2 separate regions of the Anser cygnoides genome follow, and region 1 is linked to region 2. Evidence: chromatin contacts called from public Hi-C data. All regions are on one chromosome and are shown on one strand. The core of a region is the stretch at or near the end of the contact, and the rest is flanking DNA. Distances in the headings are between cores, read along the strand shown.

The links. A called contact is a pair of places that touch in the nucleus more often than the background predicts.
Region 1: a contact with region 2 is called in a Hi-C map of liver, with 2.5 times the contacts expected there. The contact joins the promoter of NR5A2 here to the enhancer-like site in region 2. A contact is called at or near these places in 2 of 7 Hi-C or Micro-C datasets (both in liver).

What each region holds. Positions count from the first base shown.
Region 1 is chr8:7,118,627-7,126,055 of Taihu_goose_T2T_genome, reverse strand. NR5A2 (nuclear receptor subfamily 5 group A member 2) reads left to right here and starts at 3,260. Exons shown (of 8, transcript XM_048067007.2): 1 at 3,260-3,389. The coding sequence starts at 3,326. All of the region lies in intron 2 of LOC106041951 (a long non-coding RNA gene), which reads right to left.
Region 2 is chr8:6,414,399-6,421,359 of Taihu_goose_T2T_genome, reverse strand. It overlaps VAV3 (vav guanine nucleotide exchange factor 3), which reads left to right. Exons shown (of 52, transcript XM_048066888.2): 18 at 2,746-2,768; 19 at 5,870-5,915. Among named protein-coding and RNA genes, the nearest start is that of VAV3, 110 kb to the left of the region's middle. Within about 2 kb of position 2,564, at least 3 of the 3 cell types and tissues checked have open chromatin away from gene starts, as enhancers often do. A contact at or near this core is called in liver, where this site is marked.

The sequences.
Region 1 (7,429 bases), core at 2,011-4,510, 700 kb before region 2:
AACTTACACCAACATGGACAAGCTAGGGATTAACGCTCTTTGAAAAGGTCTCTGTTCATTTGTCAAGCCACTTCCAGAGCTTGTTTCTCACCATCCTCACATGCCAAGATTAAATGCCATTTATGAAAACGTCCATGAGAGGAGAAATTCCTTCTAATTTCATTTTTGTTGTAAATGGTTGCAAAACAATTTGATGTGCAAGAGTCAAAGGAGGGATTGTTGCCAAGCTTTTGAAATCAGGTACATTTTCTTTGAGGGACATTTGTCTGAGGGACAAACAAGGGACAATTTCATCATACAAGAACTGGCAAAAAAAAAAAAAAGACAGTAAATGGTTTTCAATTACCTATCTTCATGAAAAAACAGAGAGAAAAGCACATGTGAAATAATAACACTACCTTCCAAAAGCCTTGTTTCACCCTTTCCAGATGAAAATAAAAATAGAATAGAATAATCAAAAGTAAATAATTAGAAGTAAATAATTAAAATAAAATACCTGAAAAACACAGAGATATAAAATGAGTTCATGATGTTGCAGCCCCAGTTAGGAAAAGCTGATCCCAGCAAGACCAGTGGCTTCTTTACCAGAGACTTCCACGTGAAAAGGCTACAGTTCTCAATTACTGATCAAGCAAAGTATTCCGCCATAAACACAAGTATTTTATTTCAGTGAGACAAATATGCCTCATTACACACATCCTTTTTCAGCTGAAGCCCAAACATATCACTGCTAAATATACAGAGGTGCTGGATCATGGGCTGATATAGACTGTCCTGGAGTTTTCCTACGAGTTTATTTTCCACCACTGGACCAGGTACAAAGAGAGGCAAAGAAAGTCTGTCTGGTTGTGCACCTGGCATACACATTCTTCTATCCATGGTGACAAAGTATCAGAAAGGAAAAAAGGAACATTTTTAAGTGACCCTGACATTTGATACTGATGCAAGAAAGGAAAGGAATGACAGAATTTGAAGCCAAAAGCATGAAGTTTCTTTATATTTCCTATGATTTAGTATCTCTCTCCCCCACATACGGCAGATTCCTTTATAGAAGCCCTTGTATATGGGCCAGCAGTGCTCCAGCAATGTCTCCAATGACACAGTAGAAAGTTTCTAGCCTCAGTATCACTTGCAGCACTGCCTTTCTATTTTCTCTCCCATTCTGAAAGACACGTGGTTTTGTTTGTTTCTGATGGAATAAATCATTGTTCATATTTTTTATGAATAGAATTTAAGACCTATTTGATGATCAAATGAAATAGAATAGACAGAGAGACAAATTCCTTAGGTTTATATCAAAACTGTTGTAAAAGCTGGCTTCCAGCTTTCAGTCAATCTAATTAGATAAAATTATCAGTGACCCTGAAAAAACACTCATAGTATCTGTTTCACCTGATTTGCAAATTATTTTTTTCCTGTAAGAAATAGGAAGATACACGAGCATTGCATGCTTCTACTTTTAAAGCATTTCACAAACATTACAAGTCAATAATTCACAGCATTGTTGAGAGGCAGTTGGGTACAGTTTGCTCACTTTACAACTATAAAAAGGAGGAAGAGAAACCTGACTTCTGGAAGTTTTTGGTGCATAGGTCTGTATGATTTCACTTGCAGCATGTACCATAAACAGTGAATATTTATGACTGGCACTCATTTGAGTGAACAAGTAAGTGTCTGAATTGTACACTCCGGCATGGTAAATAAAGTATGCAAAACTCACGTGCAGTTGTTCAATAAGAATTTGGAAAATGAGGCCTTCCCTTCATAGCCTGCCACCCTCGCTGGGGGGCTGTAGAGAGGGCCAGCACTGCACAGACAGACCGCTGGTACTTCAGGGCTCCAGGCCATAATGCCCAAGCCTCACAAGTTGCTCTGGGGTTTGCCACTTCAACCCCATTATGAGGCCTGCTCAGGCCTGACTGGGAGAAGCCTGAGAGGGTGCTCAGTGTGAGCCCTCAGTAACCCACCTGCCACTTTATCATCAAAGTGTAACCATCACGAGAAAGTATATAAAAGAGCATATGCTGCTTTACAGCCCTCCACAAATTTCAAGAGAAAAACTCCTGCAGACTTCAAGAGGCTTCAGATCCAGCCCACAGTGGGATAACTTCTCTCTTTTTCAAGAGACTTGAAATATCAAATATCGTCTGAGCACTCAGGCGCGAGCCTGCTCTCAGGAAGCGCCTACAGGCTTCAGACTCCAGGCTGCAGCGACCGCTGCGGGCACCGCAATGCGCCCAGGAGGGGCCCCGCGGCCGCAGGGAGCCCCGGAGGGCTGTGCTACCCCCATGGCACCTCTTCCTCCGTGGCCGTGAAAGCGCCCCGTGGCCCGGCGCGCCCACGGCCAAGCTGAGAACCCAGCGCAGCTGCCCGCCGCTCTGCCCGGCGCTTGCAGAACAACCCTTGGCAGCCCTCTGACGTGCTGGGAGTGCGCTTCGTCCCTCAGCAGCCTTAGGGGTGAGCACAGTGCTGTCTGTGTACCTTAATCCTGGGGTATCGGTGTTTAGCCATGCTGTTAAGCTCCTGCTTTGCTGAGAGAACAGCGTACACCTTTAACTGAACAGCCACAACCTGGGGCTTGTCTCCAGCCCGAGGACGGGGGCAATAAAGTGATTCTGTCTGACAAAGCCTCCAGCAGAGGTTCGCGCCTGCTGTCACTCAGGGCGCTGAATCCCAGGCACATTCTCAAGCCTCCTTTAAGGAATTAATGCTTGCTTGCTTTGCCATCCAAAGAGTGTTTACAGAAGCCAAAACAACCGTGCTTGCTGTCCACTGTGCAAAGAGGTGATGACATCAGGAAGACAGGTCACAAGTCTGAGTTTATAGTCATTACACTTACATTGGTATGGCTTTTCATCCACTCAGTATGATCTTATGACCCTACAACTTTACAACCTTCCACTCTCTGGGCTTCATAGCACCTCTCCATTCCAGGTTAATCATTTCTCTGCCATTATCTGCCAAGAGTTCTTATCTCTTTTGCTGTCACTTTATAACAGGGTCCTCTTATCAAGCTGTACAAAATCACGTGACGGGGCCAAACCTATCACAAGTTCCAATTCTTCTGATTAGAGACTATCATGAAATGGGATACATGGTTTACAGCAGGTCACTAATGCTGGAAAAAGTACAGAGTCCACCGAAAGACACGCTTGTTACTTTCTGAATTCTTGGATAATTTTTTTGTTGTTGTTCATCACGCCGACTTTCACTGAAGGTTATTATAGCCTGGGTCTCAAGGCCAGAAAAGTTTACAGGCTGCACCCCTTCCGTACTCAATGCTGTACACCTTGCACCCAAGGGTACTGTATATTTACACTTAATAATGTCTTCTAGTTCTCACACGGCCATCATACAGGAATCTATAAAACATGGACTTACATCAGTCGGTAAGTAACAGTTTTCTGTTTTGATGACTCTGCATACATATATTAAACTTGAGGCTGCCCAAACTGAAAAAAAACATTATGATTGGGCAAGGAAACAAAACTGACTAATTTACACGTGGTTTTAGGCTAATGAGAACTTTATGATGCAATGTAAAAACGTAAGAAAGCAGCTGATGACTGGGTGAATGATTTTTTTCTCCAGAGATGTGATTATCAAATATATCATTGGGTAATGGGTAGCATTTTTAATATATTACAATTGCTAATAACTATGAAATCGTGTGTGTAAACATTTGTGAAAAGCACAAATTTATCAACAGATTTAAATCGCTCCTGTTCTGACTGTTCTTGTTGAATAAAACCTCAGGAATGTTTTCATGCTTTTTTCTGTAAGCAATATGGATGTTAAATGCAGATGCCTTTTAATATCTAAAACCACAGGTATATATTCATTCAGTGGGGGTGGGCTGGATGGTGAAAGTTGGTTAATGCTTTAGTGCAGAGAAGAAGCGAATGCTTTCAGCAGCACACGGAAGAGCACCGGCTCTCCGTTGGGAATGCAGGTGGGCACGGGTTGCTCCGGTTGCCGGCACGAGGAGCGTTGCACCCCGTGCTGCCAGGGCTGCAGTGGCTGCAGTTGAGCCCCAGCGGCGCCAGAGGTGGCGTGCCAAAGGAGACTGCTCCTGCATGGAGCAGGGGGCTCCTCGGCCTGTACAAGCCTGCCCAGCCACGCCGCAGGTCCCACCACCCGTGGTTTTGCAAGGCTGTGCCTGGCACAGTGGTTTATGGCAAGGATGAAAGAAGAGAGCTTTGGCCCGGGTGTGGGCACCTGGGCTCGCTCTCCTCCTCTTGCCCCAGTAGTGCGTCATTGCATGCAGGCGAGGCACTTGCCCTGATGCTGGGTGTGATACGGGCACCTCGCCATCAAGGGAGGCTCTGGGGCTGTGGAGATGGAGGGCGCAGCAACAGCTGCAGGAAATAGCCTCAAATCTAGCTGGAACCTGATCTTGATCTCCTGGGTGGAACTGCTGCTTATCCCAAGGAAGGGGAGGGTGTCTGTGTAAGGGCTCCCACCTGGGACCTGGCTGTGCCCCAGACAGCCAGACCCAAGGAGCTCCCTTCTCACTCCCTCCTCCTGTCCCACACCTCCTGCACAAGGACCATGTCCAACACCACAGCGAGCTTTGCTGGGCTGCAAGTGAATGGCAGGAGAATAACACCCCATGGACTGCACCGCCAGGCCCGCAACCACCCGCCCTCTGGCTGGCAGTGTGCTGGGGTGGGATCCCGGTGCCTCTCCTCGTAGGGAGCCACGTGGTCCCGCTGGCAGTGCCATCAGGTATCCCATCCGCAACACCTGGAGAGGGGAAAATAGGACACTCCTCTCTATTATATTTGACCAGTTAAATGTCATTTTCAGAGTCTCCAAAAGACTGGCAGGCCTGGGTTCTCTAAACCATGTGGATATGAGGGACAGATAGGTAGAAGACATAAATTATCAGAGCACTGTTGTCATCATACCTCCAAAACATGCTCACATGTGTGCTGCATTGCAGAAATACCAGATCAGATTCATTAAGCATGGCTCAGGAAAAGCAGGTCTAAATCCTGTGAAACTGAAATCGTGTGTCCTGGGTCTGGGGAGGGTTCTGCTCATGTGTGTCACCGCACAGCCAGAGGTCATGGTGGCATCCCTGAAAACACCCAACTCAGCGTGTGTAACCTGGCCACCACATACTTCTCACGGTTAAATGTGACCAGCACCACTCTGTGGGCTTCTGCTTGAGGGTGGAGGGACCAGGTAGGAAGGAGCTGGATCCTACTCTTATTTGCTCTTGGAGAGCAAGAAGCTGTCCTTCCAGGGTATAAGCACAACCTGCACCAGGGCCAGGTGTTCTTAAGGGTAAATCCCACCTCAGACTTTCACTTTTGTCCAGTCCTTCCCAACTCCTCCCTCGTTTTTTCCCCTCCAAGCCAAGGCAGCTCAGGAGGGGCCCTGGCAAGGCCTCCGCAGCCCCAGCCCCTCGTGCCCAGGCTGGAGCACCTGCAACACTAGCGTGGGGCCGGTGGGTGCACCCACCTGGCATGACTTTGTCTGCGGTATGAATGAGTGAATGAATGAATCCAGTCCCTGTGAACGCAAATCGGGCTCCTCCACTGAGTAAAACGGGGCTGGAGCTGCCCCTCGGAGAGCGAACACAGCCAGCCTGGAGCTGGAGTGTGAGTAGGCACTAAGCTTTGCCGACACCTGCTTGTAGATTTATGGTCAAATAGCCAAAAAGGCATCTGGAATCCACACTATCTTAGCAGTACATCCTATCTGCCAGATGTTGATCATCACAGGGACTTCTGAAAATGTTTATGGAAGTGCCACGATTTTTTCCTCTACCAGATTCCTGTGCAATACAAAGCTACTCAACTAGTTTTATTTTTCCTCTAATCAGCCGATTCTCTTAGTGGCTTTAGGGATACTGTGCAACTTTTATAAGCACTAGCTATGATTATTTAACAGAAATAACTGCTTCGTTAACTTGAAAAAAATGGTTATAGAGCAGGAAAAATAATCTACTTGCAGTTTCTTACTGTGAGGCTTTTCATCTTGTATAATACTTACTGCCATCTTAATTTTAATGTATGTCCTCGGGCAGTTTACAGTATTATAATATAATTAGTGCTCTTGAGTTTGGCAAGGTTTATTTTTTCTGTATTATTATTATTAGAGTGCATATATAATGCAGTTTCTTATGACTAGCAGACAGAAAAGATTTCCTTTAAAAGTTTGGATGAGGATTTTGGCCAGCAATGGTGTGGGCAAAGCTTCCCCAGAAGTGATCAGTTTGGGGCTGGCCGTGTGAGGGCTGCAAGACCCAGGCCACAGGCAGTTCATGACAGGGACATTTTGATGCTAGTTTTGACTTTTAGGCAATTTTCTTCTCCTTAAAAACTTCTCCCATTGTTATACTGCAAACGAGCGATTTACAGAATTGGCAGTATTTACACCCAATTTTTTCCAGTTAGTCTAAATACCCAAATGCATGAGGCAAAATATCAAGGATGATGCCTGTGGTCTCCAGAGGAAAATGTCCAACGCTGCCAAAACGCCACAAGCCACTCGTCCGTGTGGGTAATTTAAAGGCCAGCTCTCAGGCTGCCTTTATATAAGGTGAAAGGGAAGAATTATCTGCAGCAAGAGTTGTGCTCGGCTGCAGTGTGGAGAAAAACGTTCCAGCTTCCCATGCCACATGATTATTAATGCATAGAGTTTACTCACATACTACCCGAGTACATCATATATATTGCATAGCTAATGTATGCATCGTTAGATATTAATATATATTAATAGATTCTTACACATGCTGAACAGACATGCTTACGTGCACAATCCTTATCAAGATTCTCAGTATAAACTATGCTATTTTATCTTTCCATGGTTCGTTTCATGGTTATACACTCATGAGTGGAGAAATCTTGTGTGATACATATATATATGAGCTGAGATATGTTCATGATAAAGATCAGCTACTAAATTACTTTTTTTTAAATAAAGTTTTCCAAGTTTCAAACCACAATTAATATTTGTGAGAGCGGGGGAAGAAGCAGCCCTAAACATATTTTTTTTTTCCACCGGCAGATCAAGGTCAGTTGCCTGAGCAAAAAACAAGAAATTTCATTTTTAAGCCTGCCCGCGCAGGACAGAAATCAATTCTCTCTCCAGGCAGCGGGTTGTGGGGACGCAGCGCAGCGCAGGGGCCGCTCGGGAGGGCAGAGCTGCTCCTCCGCCCCGCACCGCCCCGCACCGCCCCGCACCGCCCCGCACCGCTCCGCACCGGGGCTGCAGCTCGGCTCCGGGCGGGGGGGACCCGGCGTTCGTCCCCTGCGAGGTTTTCCCCTTCGCAGCGCCAGCGGCAACAGGTCCAGGCAGCGCTGGGCTAGGACGCGCGTTCCCTACGGTGGCAGGCGTGCGGTGGTCGTTAAAAAAAGAGAAAATCTAGCAGTCTCTGAATCCCGGGGTGCCTTCCTGCCTAAAGGCCGCCGCGTGG
Region 2 (6,961 bases), core at 1,315-3,814:
GATAGTCCCACAGCTCTTTTAAGGTAGTTTACTTTCTAGTTCCTAGTTTTAAAATATTTTGAATTTTCTTTTAAAATAGGAAGTAATTTACTACATTTTATATTTAATGTAAATAATTTGTTTACTCTCCATTGAGTTATCATGCAAATCCAGCAGCTCCGTTGCATCCCTGAGGAAAGCGGCCTAAACCGGTTTTCTGATCTGAGTTTTCTTACATATCGAGGCCAGCTGTTGTTCCTGTTGTTTTTGTAGTAAAATGCAATTACCAAAATTTGACCCGGTAGTATCATGGCTTCACTGAATAAACGAAACCTAAAAATTGTGCTGAACCGTGGCAATAAAAGTACCTTGCTGTTGTAACTAAGAACTCACTTGCTCCTTAACTTCATAGGTATGTTGGTGATGAGCAGAAACTTGAATTAAAGTTGTCACGTGTAAAATATCTACTGGTGGATATCCTCAAACATTCATTTTCCACCCTCAGTATCGAAGTAGATAGAAATTTATTTTTTTTTTGCTCTTGTGCTAATGGAACATTTTGGAAAAAAAATAATTTTGAACTCCTGATGGAGCAATTGACATAATTCAGTACAAAATACCCTGAACTACAGGAATATTGAAAAGAAATAAGACAAGCATAAGCCTTAATTTTTAATAGGCTTTTATATGGAAATAAATATTAAATGTTCTTTTGTGCATGTTAATAGTGAAATAACAAATCAGATTTCAGTCTGTCAGCGTTGGCTATGTTTTGGGCTTTTTAAGGGTTAATGTGGAGTGGAGACGGCTTAAAGAAAGTGTTCTTCATTGGAGTTGCTATTATTTTTTCTGAGTTTGAATTTGTTCATTAGGCTTTAATGACAAATGCCCTCCTGGCCTTGGTTAATGGAGCAGTTTACTTTTTTAACCTATGTATCAAAACAAAAACCCCATGCACTTCTCATGAAACTCATTTTATGCAAATTATTGGGTTTATTTATAACCTTCCTATGTAGTGATTTCTTGAATATTGATACTGGAAGTTAATGAGTTTCTTAATTATTTATTGTCAAGAGTGTTGGGATGCTGAAATCATCAAATGGAGCTCATTCATGTAGTTGTTTGGGATATTTGCTAAAGGGGGAGAAAACCCACAACTCAACAGCAACTGTTAAAAGTCAGATTGATTCATTCCTGTTGGAGGATAGAAAGACATGTCCATTTCTGTTTTGTGATAACAGATCTTCAGAACTAAATAAGGTCATTCTTAACAAAATGGACCCTTCGAGTCTGGGTTTGAAGTTTTGCTTTTGCCCCTCTGAAAGTACTTACCAAAATGACTTTCCCTTGAAGTCATATATAATGCTGAGATGAAACATTAAAAAAAAGCGTGATTTTATTTAGATTTTGGCAAAATTTCTGAAAGGCATACGAAACTGTGAAAGTAAACACCAAAATTGAATTGATTTCAGCAGCACTTAGGCAACTAATTCCCTCAGGCTCCTTTGAAAACCTCCATAGTCTACCTGCATTTCCTCCTTTGGGGCTGGCTTATATTTCTTCTGTGTGCTTGCTGTTCAAATGCAAATCAACACTTTTGGAAAGGGTATAATGATGATAATATTTTCTGAGAATGATGGGAAGATGCATCTTTGGCATACGGTATGAGAAGAAACAGTGACTAAAATGATACATGAGAAGAATTTCTGTTGGTGGTAAATAGGCTGGGCCTCGCATGCCTGGCCCCGAGTCCTCAGCCAGCATGCTGGGTCTTGGCATGCCTGCTTATCTTTGCATAAAATGCTAGAAAGCCAAAAGTTTTTTTTCCCACACTTTACTGGTTCGTGTCATTCTTTTTGTTTTTTTGTGGAACAAAATCGACTTGCAGTTAAAGCTTTTTATTTGATTTATTGCAAGTGTTGGCTCACTGTGTACAAGAAGTTACAGTAAAAGTGTTCAAATGTGACAAACTGGGCATGGGTAGTAAGTACTCTGTCTCAGCAGCATGTGTAGTCCTAGAGAACATGCACAGGTAAATACAGTTGTCCTTTGATAAGGCACTGAACCAAAACCATCTAGTGTACACCAAAATATCAGTTATCAGATTAGACACAAAGAAAAAATACATATAAAAAATGCAACTTTTAGTGTCTCTGTAGTTATGTCTGGTGTTGTGTGTGTGCAAGTATTACTGTCTTGATGCCATCTGATCACCCACAAGACTATATTTTTTAATATCATTTATAAGTAGTATAAGAAATGCATAGCAAAAAAGCACATAAAAACCCACAGGCTTTAAATTCCATTGCATACTAATGCAATGCTAAACCGAAGTACAAGAAATGTAGAAAATGTTTCAGCTGAAGATACACATCTTATCTTGATACAACTCGGCATACTCTGAAGAGACAGGTGAGAAGAGGTGCAAACACTATTTGCAATGAAGAGCAATACCTTTTAATTCCCGACAAGCTGATACTTAGGAAGCGCACTGGGGAGGTTGCAAAAGTCTGTGAGGTGTGTTGGATCAGGCTGTCCTGCACCCGCGGGCAGCTGGCGGGCGCGAGCCCTGTGCAGTGCTGGCTGGAAGAGCCAATGAGCGAGGCGAGCACGGCCTGCACGGCGCTGCCCGGGCGTGCTGCAGGTATCAGGTAGCGCAGGGCGTAGCGGTGCTTCTCGTCATGCGGCACAGCGCAGGCTGAGGAAGCTATATACGCAGCGTAAATTTACAGTTGACAATAATGCCAATTTTTACTTACCTTTCAGAACACGGGAACCTGAAACATGAGGTAAGGATTTGTTTTCATGTGACTTTTGCTTTGTTGATGACATTTACTTTGTGCATGTGCTGTTGGAACATGTATGCTTTCTTCTGCCTTTACTAACATATTTCTTTAGAATGGTGGAAAACAATTACATACAAATGTACTATGCTCCAAGCGTGTGTCAATTTTCAGTTGGCATGGCTTAATGCTGAGAACTGGAAGGGGTGGAGATGTATTTATTTTTTTTTAATTACAGGAAAAAAAAAAAAAACACTTCACAACTGATGTCTAGTTTTTCAGTGTTGCTAGACCAAATTTGGCAGTGGAATTAAGTCTACTCTTCTTTTAAACAGTAGCCAGTTCTGCGGCAGTGAAGTGCTAGTGTCCAAGTCTGCTTCTCCACAGACCTCTGGGCAGTGAAGAACTGGCCGGGCAATTTTTGCCTCTTTATTTAAACATGCGTTTGTCAGAGTTATTCAGTGGCTGTGGAATTTGTCATCTTGAGAGAACGTTAAAATGGTCACAGTGGTATATGTAGTGTACCTCAACTTAAACTCAAGAACACTGCTAGTTTTACTGGGTTATGTTCTTGCCAGTTACTTGTGCCTCTCCACTGAAGCACAGAAGGGCGTAGCAGTTATTTTTTTGTCAGCCAATTCTGACAAAAGAAAGGCAGCACTAAGTCTTAGGGTATAATAGTTCCTAGCATATATTTTACACCAGAAGTTTATGGTAATTTAACTGCTTAAGTGCCACACTGGTTATGAACGATGTATGAGGATGTGTGTTCTTTTTCTCCATTAACACTGGTGTTTTGGTGCTATCTCTAAGATCAGTAACGGAATTGAAAGGATGTTATGGCTGACGTGACTGGCGCAGAAGGGTTCATGGTTGGTCACACACAAGGCTGACTCCCCTCATGCCCGCCTACGTTTGAGCTGCTGCAGTGTTGCTGGGGAGGGGAGCCCCAGCACCTGGCACATTCAGTGGCCGGGGGCCTGGGCTGCAGTAGGCCGGGGGGCTGCAGTGAGCACCAGCCTTTACAGCTGGGCTTGCTGGGGTTCCTGGGGTCTGTCAGGGTGAGGACAGACAGGGTGGCCGGGGGAGCCCAGAGTGAGGAGAGGGGTGCTGGGGCTGTGTTACCACAAGAGCCTGTGCTTGCGGCCCTGCAGCCTGCCTGCATGCCCCGAAATGTCTGCCGCCTGCCTGCCTTCCTCACGGTTCCCTCAGCCAGTGTCTCGCCGGCTGTACTTCCAGCCACCTGCTGCCTTGTCTTTACTGTCTCTGCCTAGAAATGTCTGCTAGGTAAGGACACTTTTAAATATGAAAATTATGGCATGGTCTGTTAGCTTAAGTCTCCTGGTACTGCAGCTGACAGGCAGCACTGGGAAGCCATGAACAGATTGCTTGCTGCACCTTGTGGGCCATGTTGCCAAGTATGTAAAGCTAAATAAGGTGAACACAGGTGGCCAGATGAAGAAAATATGTATACTAATTGTAGCTAAGCCCTCAAGACCCTAAGCTTCTCACCCCCAGCGTGATTCTGAAATCTTTTCTTTTGTGTAAAGAGACAGCTTCCTTTTGAGAGCTATTGATTTGGTATTGGCTATTGATTTGAGCCAAAATGTTTGAATTAGTTTCATTCTTAAATAATTGCCTGTTTAAATTAATTTTTCAACAAGAGGTAATTTAAGTATAAGTTAGAATTCATGATTCTGGGAAAGATGGATTTTTTTCATACCAGTAATTAAGTCTACTGGTACTGCAATATATTTAAGGGTATAGAGCATCATTTTCTATCTGGTGCTTCGGTGTATTTGACTTGTGTTGTCACATAATTACTGTATTTTTTTTCAGTTCAGTTAAATGTCTGCATCTTCCTTGACATTTGCTTTTTCTCTTTACCTCTCATGTGCAAATCTGCATTAATCCTGAAAAGTAATACTGCCTCAATTGCTAAAAAATGGAGTCAGATATAACTGAGCCATTTATTTATTTATTTAACTTTACCTTCACTTCTTGTAGCAGCAACTCACAATTTTCTTCTTTCTACTGCAGCTGAAAAAAAAAACCACTGCATCCTTTCTTCAATTAGAATGTGGGGTATAGACCAAATAAGTCCAAAGACTCAAGAGTCTGAAAGCTGTTTTTAAATCAAGCTTTTCCTTTTTACCAGCTTGCTATAGGGCTTAGCAATTTGGTTGTGCCTCAGGTTACTGCTTTCTGGCTCACCTTGGTTGTTCGTCCTGCATCAGCTTATATCAACTGCAAGTAAATCGGAGCAATCTAATTGTTCCCTTTGTTATGCAACGTGCTTTCCCCTGCTTGGTTTGATTAAAAAAATAAATAAAAATGCATGAACCTTAATGCAAGCTAGCAGTTAAAACAAGTTTGCAAAAGTAGATAGTAGTTCATAGATGTGCCTTGTTTCACAGTGATGTTTTCAGGGACCCATATTATATGTCCTGGAGAATAAAGTATATAGAAAAACAAAACAACAGCAATAACAACATCAAAAAATCAACCTCATCATTAAAAAAAAAGTCTCATTCTTGTTAGTGTTTCTGATTATGTGCGGCTCTACTTATCCAAATTTAAAAGAAAGAGGGAGGGGAGTTACTAAACACATTTAAGTACTTGCCCAGAAAATTAAGAATTTTCTAGGAAATTCCACATACCTTAAGTGCAGAGTAGGAACAGAGAAAGTTTCTACCTTATTAAAGCAATAGAAGAAGAGAAGCAGCCTCACTACTACTGTGTTTATGGACGTTATCTGGATCAGATGTTACCAAATTGTGTATTTTTCTATTATCATGTTCGTAAATGATTTTTTAAAAAGTGCTTAGTATCCAAAGGAATTGATATATGAATAAACCCTCTGTGGACTAAGAATCTTTTGAGCATCATGTCAGGAAAAAATAGGATGTATGAATAAACTTTCTGCATTACTAAGAATAATTTTCAAAGTAGGATATTTCTATCAGATAGAGATAATTGTGGTGATGGTGGTGAGGGGAAATAAGATAACCATCTTTGCCTAGTAGATTGTGGGAACGAAAGGAGCTTAATATGCCTTCGTGAAAACAAGTTTATTCATATCCTTAATTTGTGTTTTTGCTATTCAGAAACGAACGAATGGAATTAGAAGAAACTCCAGACACGTGGACCCAGGTTTGTGTCATGACTTTTTAATAGTTAAACATTAAATAAAAAGAGCAAGAAAACTGTAACTCACTTCATCAAGTTGCATTATGATTGCTGTTCTAGTGTATGCAATGTTGAGAACTTTCTTTATTGCTAAAGTGAAGGTATAAAGCAATTTCTGTGTTAGCGATTTCAAAGATATGGCCTATTTTTTTCTTGTTTTCTTGAAGCAGTGCTTCACTTCTGTCTGAACAATGAAATGCCTCTGGGCTTTTGGTTAACTTGACACACCTACTGTACTCTGCAATTAAAGAGGTGATGAGAAGGAGACAGTTGCTTACAAAGCTTAGGTTCTGATCTGCAGGGTTGTGGATATTCTCAACTCGTTACTGTATTGGTGCTTAGTGCTTAGCTCTATTGGATATGAGTTGCTCTTCTAAAAGACATAAACCAATTGTAGTTTAATATAGAATTTAAGTGATTTTAGTTTTTGTTTAGTATAGAATAGATATTTTTGTGGAATCTTGGCAGCAGCAATCCTTAAGAAAATTAAATGCTTGCTTATAGATTGTGTACTCAAGCGGGTGAATGTTTCCTCTGGAGACCCGTTATGTGCCTGAATAATATACGCAATGTTTTTTGGTGTAACTGTGTGATATTTTCAGTATCATTTTTTACAGTAATTACATTTTTGTACTTTATAGGTTTCTTGTATACTGTAATTACTGGAGATTTGTTATGCAGATACTATTTGGAAAGAACCTAAGCTGTAGATTATTAAAGATTTCTGGATCTGGACACCTGAGAATAGTTGAGTCAAACATTAAACAGAATGGCAACTTGATAATACATTATAGCCTGGCAGAGCTAAGCAGTTTTGAAAAAGTAAGAATGCTAGTTGTGCCACTAGCATTGCAGCTGCCTTGGCTTGGGAAGTCTAAATGTTGTAACTAGCTGAATCAGACCACACCTTTCTTACGCATGTACCTTTGAGGTGTTTTGGACTGTGTATTGTCACTTTGTTCCCTCTAGTTTTAAAAAAAAAAAAAAAAAAGCTTCATGATGCCCCTAAG